Regions from separate parts of the Mus musculus genome. Here region 1 is linked to region 2. Evidence: chromatin contacts called from public promoter capture Hi-C data. All regions are on one chromosome and are shown on one strand. The core of a region is the stretch at or near the end of the contact, and the rest is flanking DNA. Distances in the headings are between cores, read along the strand shown. Region 1 holds the start of BC034090 (cDNA sequence BC034090). Region 2 holds the start of Zfp648 (zinc finger protein 648).

Evidence for each region. Promoter capture Hi-C pulls out the DNA fragments that hold promoters and counts their contacts.
Region 1: a contact with region 2 is called in a promoter capture Hi-C map of hippocampal neurons, with 2.4 times the contacts expected there. The contact joins the promoter of BC034090 here to the promoter of Zfp648 in region 2. A contact is called at or near these places in 1 of 39 promoter capture datasets (hippocampal neurons) and 1 of 115 datasets of contacts at active chromatin or transcription factors (astrocytes).

What each region holds. Positions count from the first base shown.
Region 1 is chr1:155,242,388-155,245,837 of GRCm38.p6, reverse strand. BC034090 (cDNA sequence BC034090) reads left to right here and starts at 1,306. Exons shown (of 10, transcript NM_001370865.1): 1 at 1,306-1,652. The coding sequence starts at 1,609. It overlaps Gm31102 (a long non-coding RNA gene), which reads right to left and starts at 2,709. Exons shown (of 4, transcript XR_878641.3): 1 at 2,359-2,709.
Region 2 is chr1:154,199,574-154,203,452 of GRCm38.p6, reverse strand. It overlaps Zfp648 (zinc finger protein 648), which reads right to left and starts at 2,266. Exons shown (of 2, transcript NM_001204908.2): 1 at 2,025-2,266. All of the region lies in intron 1 of Gm30388 (a long non-coding RNA gene), which reads left to right.

The DNA.
Region 1 (3,450 bases), core at 57-2,556, 1.0 Mb before region 2:
CTCCACAGAGCCGTGAGCCTTGAACCTGCTCACTTACACAGGGTTTGCCCAGGATAAACCCCTTGGTTCCTAAACCGGTCCTGGGCCAATCTACTGTCAGTTTCCCAGGGTGCGGCTCAGACCAGATTGCCTGCCTCGGTGTTCCCTCCCCCATCCAGCTCCCTTAAAGGGAGATAGACATCCTTTCTGTTTCCATGGGACTCGGTTTGAACCCAGGGCCTCTTGCACAATAGGCAAATTCTCTACACCCATCCCTACATCCTCAGCCCATTTCTCCCCTTTTCCTTTTGAGAACATGTCTCACTAAATTGCCTAGGCTGGCCTCGAACTTGCAGCAGGATCCTCCTGCTTTAATCTCTGAACAACTGGGACTACAGGATTACACCCGCACAAGGGGTAGAACTGCCCTCTCTCTCCTGTGCTCTGCTAGGACCTTAGCTTTGTGCATCCTTTCCAGTAGCTACACCGGCCATCTAGCAGCACAAAAGATTAAGTAAGTGAAACTTGTTGGCCAAAGAAAGAAGAGAGACCACTTTCTCTTTTCAGAGACGTCTGAAATGTCCTGGTTCTTCTTACTGTTCCTTTGGGGGTAGGGGAATAGTCAAAATGGGTTTGGACATTGGAGAGACTTAGTCACCTCCTGGTTAGAAAGAGGAAGCTCCATGGATTTGGGCACAATTGCCAGCCATTTGGTGGCTCCTTCACGGAGGCCTGTACCCAGGTCTGTTCGGGAATCCTCCACTGCCCCAGAAGCGGTCCCTTCCCCAAGCAGCTGGCAATGCAGGCCCAGCTCTTGGTGGCTCCGGATGAGCAGTCAACGCCAGCTTACCCCAAGGCCTCAACGAACCTTGAATGATCTTGACCTAAGAGGGCGCCCAAGGGTGATGGGGCGGCCCTGCGGAGAAGCCCACCGACCCATCCCGAAACGTTCTCCACACAAAGTCCGGTCCTCAGCTTCTCGCTCCAGCGGAGCCGGTGGAGTCGGCTGAAGCTTGTCGCCTTTTGCGCTCCGGCTGCGCCCCCGAGTCACCCGGGCGCCCCTCCGCTTTCGCGCCCGTGTCCCCGGGGAGGGAGCTGATCGGCGCCCGGGACAACGGCCCCGTGGCAGCCAGTGAGCCCCAAATTCAGGGCGCATCCTCCGGCCGTCTAGGCGGCCCTGGCTCCAGGAGTGGAGCGGAGCCGAGGAGGCTCTGGGCTCCCGGCGTGCGCCCGGGTCGAGTGGCCACGACCCTGGGAGGCCGCGGGAGGCTGGGGGGTGGGGACAGGCCGAGGTCGCGGCTCCTCCAGCCCCTTCCGCCGCCCCTCCTCTCGCCTTCCTCGCCCTCTCTTCCCAGGCCGGCCCGCGAGGCCGCTGGCTGGGCCTTTCACCTTCAAGCAAAGCTATGAAGTAGCGGTCGCTACGGCTCCAGGCGCCCAGCGGGGCCAGGGGCGCCGCGCACTCCTGCCAGCCCGGCCTCGCCTCGTGGGACCCGGGGCGGGACACGCTCCGGGGACGAGGCCTGCGGGCCACACTCCCGTCCGCCCGCCCGAATTCAGGGCGAGTCCGGCCCGGGACTCTGCAGCGGCCCCGGACGGGGAGAGTGGGGCAGGGCCTCGCCTCTCCGAGGGATGGAGGGGATGGAGGCGGCGGCCAAGCCCGCGCGCCGCTCTCAGTGAGTACCGAGAGGACCCGGGCGGGGTGGCGGGGCACACCCGGGGACACCCGACCTCCGGCCGCCGCAGAGCTGGAAGGGTCGTGGAGGCTCGCCCTTCCTGTCCATTTTCATTCCAGGTTTTTTTCTGAGTTAGAGCATCGGTGCTAGGAGTTACGACATCTTCCAGGAAGGTCGTCCGGAGGCCTTCAGTCCCGACTGTCTCATTCCTTAAGGTCTGCGGACAAGTCTAGAGCGAAGCTCCAGGGTTGACCCATCAATTTTTCTAAAAGCTCACATTACAACCTGGGCTTCTGGATTGGATCTCAGAGAAGAGGTAGCTGAGCCACAAAGAGAAACCTAGTACATTTTCGATCAGTGATTCTCAGTCTTAATGCTGCGACCCTTTAGTACAGTTTAAGTTTATCATGTGGTGATCTCCAACCATAAAATTATTTTCGTTGCTACTTAATGACCGTAATCTTGCTACTGTTACGAATCATAATGTGAATATCTGATATGCAGTATATCTGATATGCGACCCCGTGATGCCAAGAACCGCTGCTCCAGATGATCTAGTAGAGAAAATGACTTCTACTATCCCTAAACTTCACAGATTTACTGCTGTGAAATTCTGTGTTATATATGTATCTTGCTTCATAAAATATGTATATTCTGAAAAACATGTTAATTTAATAATTATAATGAATTACTTTAAGAGACTTACCTTTAAGAACATCTTATGGTGGATCCCTATTGTGAGAAGGGAATAATTAACCTCTAATATATACTCTATGCCCAAATTCTTACACGCTGAGAGTTTACTTCCTATGGGACACAGGTAGACTAGGGTGACTTCTGAGTGTTCTGAGTAGTCACTAAGACACAGTAGCTTATACAGGGAGTAAAACAGTTGTCACGTCATTCTCTGTAAAGCTATTGGAATCAGCCAGGCCACCAAGGGGCCGTATAATTCTAGTGAGTCTTGGGACCTCTGCGGACTCAGGTCTTACCTGAGAACAAGGGGTGCGGTTAAAGGCTCACTGTTCTCGGAGAGTCCTGGCTTGGAATGGAAAGGTTCTGGTTACAAGCTTGTCTCCCCCAGGGCATCTACGTGATGTAATTTCTCTATGCCTCAGTTCTCCATCTGTTAAAAATAATATTTTTATTTATATATTATATAATAAATAAATATCTTTATTTATATAAAATAACATTCTATCACAGACATAATATAAATATATTATTTTAGAGAGTGTTGACATGTTTGAAAAGCCTTTGCTTGACATAGAGCAGATAGCTTATCGTTTGTGACTGTCACTATTACTTCTTTCGAGTACAGCTTGACTCTAGTCTAACACTTTTTCACTAGGGTTGGCATGAAGCTGGCAGGCAGCGACACATTCTATTACAGGGACAGGTCCGTCATCCACAAGGAAGAGTACTGACCATTAGCCAACACTGCCATTCTCCTCTGGGGCCTCCTTTAGCCCAGGGTTGGGGAATTACACTGCTTTTCACCATGGTTCACATTTTGCATTGGATTGTTTGAGGCCTTGTTTTGCTCACCCTAAAAATGGGAATAGAAAAACTGGCATTATTTCCTTCCTCGGGGTTTACTGCCCATGCTCCAGTAACCACCCTCCCCAGTCTCCTCCCTGCCCTCTAAAGAGCATGCCAGGAGAAAATAAGCTTGCTGGTAACCTGTTTGTTCTGTCCTGTGACTTGTCCTTTTCAATGTGTGTCCACGTTATATAGAGGACACCAGCTCTTCTTGAGGTATGCCACTTGAAAAGGGGTCCATATCAGGGCACTGTGG
Region 2 (3,879 bases), core at 1,017-3,516:
GCAATGAATAAAAAGGCCTTCTCCCATGGAAGGTGAACAGAGACAGGGAGAAAGGGATGGTCACCTGGAGTTTAGGTTTACACATGGGAATTCATATTCTATGTTCATCTTCAGCTGCAATGTTTAACCTTTCCCTAAGTTGGCCATATGAACCCCCGTGGCTTACATACCTACATGTTCCCCAAATTGACAAGCATGGACCTAACATTTGGACAGCAAGGCATGCAATATACAATATTAAGGATGGCAGCCAGATACTGGAAGTCCTGACTTTCCCGGCTTTCTGGGCACTTTCTCTGCTATTTCCCAGACACATCTTTACTTGTTCCTTCCAGAGACCTTCCAAATAGAGGCTGCTATTATTGTATCCCCTTTCATCTTACAGACAGGACCCTGAACTTTAACGAGGTCTATGACCAGGGCCACCCAGCTCACAGACACCAGCTCAGGCCCTTCTCTCCAATTCCATGGCTGTGTGTAGAACCTCAAGCGCTACTACCTCTTAGCTGTGGCCTCCAGAGCAAGGCCAGCCCTGGGGTTAGGCCTTGCCAAAAGCAGCCACACACAGCATCCTGGAGAGGGAGCGCTGCTGCTCTCTGCAAGCATCAAAGCCCCTTGTGTTTGCTGGGCCAAGAAGCCTTGGCTGTGCTGGCTCAGCACTGGACGCCTCCCTGTGCTCATTGACCCAGATTGCCCTCTGCAGGAGAAAGAGGCCAAGGCCCTCTGAGAGTTGGGATGCATGCTGCACAGACTGCTGCTCTGGGTGGCCAGGAATATTAGTCACCGAACAGTATCTGTCACCGAAGTCCCTCACTGACTGCACCACTTTCCACCCCCACCTCAGCAGGAATGACAGGAGACGTCTCGTACTCGGCATGTCCTGTACCTGTCCTCCCCCACTCCTACCTGCTTACTGCCTGGTGTGTGTGTGTGTGTGTGTGTGTGTGTGTGTGTGTGTGTGTGTGTGTGTGTGTGTGTGGAGTACAAGGAAGCTTCCCTTCTTATTTTGCGTACAGAAGCTGTGGATTAAGAGAAGACGTATTGTAGACCTACCTGTGTTCAGTATTTCATGTCCCTCTGTGTCCCGAAGCCCAGGGGTATTCCTTTTGATACACTGAGCTCATAAGATGTCAGAGTATGGCTGAGGTATGTTTGGACCAGAACACTAAGTCTGGAATATTTTCAGCATTTTGGAGCTTGGAGATCAACTATGTGCATGTGTGTATGTGTAACACACAGAAGAGACGCAGTGCTAGCAAACTCCAGATGATTAGCACACTGTGGCAGGTCTGGAGTGCCCTAGCTGGGGGACAGAGGGACGCTGGCTTTGTATGAAGTAGGTACCTGAGGTCTCATTCTCGCTCTGTGACAGCATACTGTGTATGCTCATCCCTCTTAGTCCACTCTGTGGAACATTCACCTTCTCTATTTGTCACCTATGTGTGCCCTGTTGTCCATAGCCTGTGTCTTATTCCTCGCCTCCACAGGGTATCAGGGTTCTGCTAGCTTACCTTTCTCTGGACTCTCAGGGCAGATTGCCTTTCCTGACAGAGAATCCCTTTTCTGGTAAGGCCCCATTCCCACTGAATACAGTCACCCTGCCTTCTCCCTTCCAGAGCAGTCGAAGACTTGTTCTTTCTCAGCCAGGAAGAAGGCTAAGAGGAGATCAGGGAGTCTGGGTACGGTTATCTGGCAAAGTCCACACAAATGTACCTTGTCAGGAAGAGGACCGCTGAAAAGGTGCCGGGTCTGGGACTTCTTCTCCTCTCCAGATGTACTGGTTCTGCAGCCTTGAACTTCATCCACACCCAGCAGCCAGCCGTGGCCCCGGTGCAGGCCCCAGTTCTCCCACTCTATACCCAGACATGCTTCAGAAGCCTGGCCTGGGGCTTGTTCCTGCTCCTGCGCCAGCTCCTGCTCCTTTCCCTGCCCCCCTGCCAGCTTCCTCCACCTCCCGCCACCTCCCCCCTCCTCCTCTGCTTAAGCCCTTGCCCTTTCTGGCTTCCACATACGCAGTTGCTTACCTGAAAAAACGCAGACGTGTGGAGCACCTTGTCCAGGCTTTTGTCTCACCTCTCAGCTACTGGAACCAGAAATTCCTGAGAGCAGAGACGATGTCTCCATGTCTCTGTTATCTCACCCTTTCTTTCCTGTCCAATGCAGCAGCTTCAGAGAGGGGCTCAGGAGGTGGGGCCAATGTATTACATTCAACCTTCTTGCCTACATCCACAGAGCAGCCTGAGACTGCCCTCTCTCTGCCTGAACTGAGCTGAAACTCAGGCTCCCTCGGTTCCCCGCCTTCCCTTCCTGCCACAGCTGGCTCTCCTCCCTTCCACTCCCTCCTCAGAGGCCTCTCAGTCCTCCTGCAGGTGGTCCTGGGCCTCCTGTCTGTCCTCACTCCTTCCTCTCACAGAGCAAGCCATTCTTCCTTCACTCCTGCCCTGCTGTGCTCGCGAACCTCCAATTTCATGTCATTTTCTGGGGGGAACATTTCAGGAAAAAGCCTCTAACAGCCCTTCCTCAATTTAACCCCCACTTCATCCCTAGTCTAGACTCTACCTCTCTCTAGGACCTGCCCTCTCCCCATCCTATGACCAGCCTTCTTCCTATTCTAGACTCTATCTTCTCCCTCCCTCTAGGAGCCACCTTACCCACACACACACACTCTAATGCCCACCTTCTCCCCTATCTAGTACCTACCTATACAGAGCTGTGGGTCCAGTGGGGTTAGGGAGTGTCTTCAAATTCTTTTATTGGCCCAATTATTGGCTCAAGAAATGCTCACAGCAGTTTAGCTGGTGTGGGAAGCACAGGTTAGTGGTACAGATGCCAAGACTGCTCTGACTCTCTCTCCATCTCCCAGCACTGATTACCATGTGGGCTATTGGGAACAGAGTAGTTGACCCAGGATAAAAGGCTCAGTAGTTCTGAATTATGAGCTCTCAAAACTAATATGCTAAAAAAAGAAAAAAAATCCAACCAAACACACAAAACCCCACATACCTAATATTCTTTTATTAGAGTGAGTGCTTAGGACATTAAAATAGTAATTTGGAATATGCTGCCTGCGATGTCACTATGTGGCCAAAATTAATGCTGGTAGACAGAAAGGTCCTAGTTCTGGGTTTGAATCTTACCACCCACTAGGTTGACCTTGGGCAAGCTATTAAATATCTGAGTCCCTTAGCTCCTCATCTCAAAAGTGAGGATTAGGATAGCATCACCATCATGGTGGGCTTGGGAAAAGACTAAGCTAATAATAACATGGCAAGAGGCCAACAATATGTCCGGAACATAGTACACATAGTACACAGAAAAAAATAGCTGGTAAATAATGTGTGGTGGAGCACACCTGTTCTTGCAGCCTCAGAGGATGAGACAAGTGGACCTCAAGTGAAGTTAACCTGCATTGCATTGTGTTCTAGACCGTTGTTGGAGGAAAGAGAAGAGAGAAGGTGGCATGAAGGAAGGCTGGTTAGCTGCCTTTTGTTACTATGCTGATGTTGCTGGTTTCCTGGATAATATGGCTGGCTCTGTTTCCCTTCTGGCCCTTGTTAGTGCTACAATTCTGACAGGAACATTGGCACCCAACAAAAGTTCTCTGGGTGTGATCTAGACACCGGATTACTCTCTGCTCCTTGGTGTTTTGCAGGCATGACTTCAGAGGCAGGAGGCATGAAGTGTAGATGTGCCTCATAGTCTACTAGTCCAAATAGGGTTCAGGGAGCCCTCATCTCAACACTTGTCCAAAGTTCAAAGTGTCTTAGGTGGCCACATCCTTTGAGCTTCGGAATGTAGATGCATGTATAGGAAAGTAGTGAATTGTTTGTTGATTTGTGAAATGGCCTAAAGAGTTGAATGCTGGAGTTGGGCTGTGTA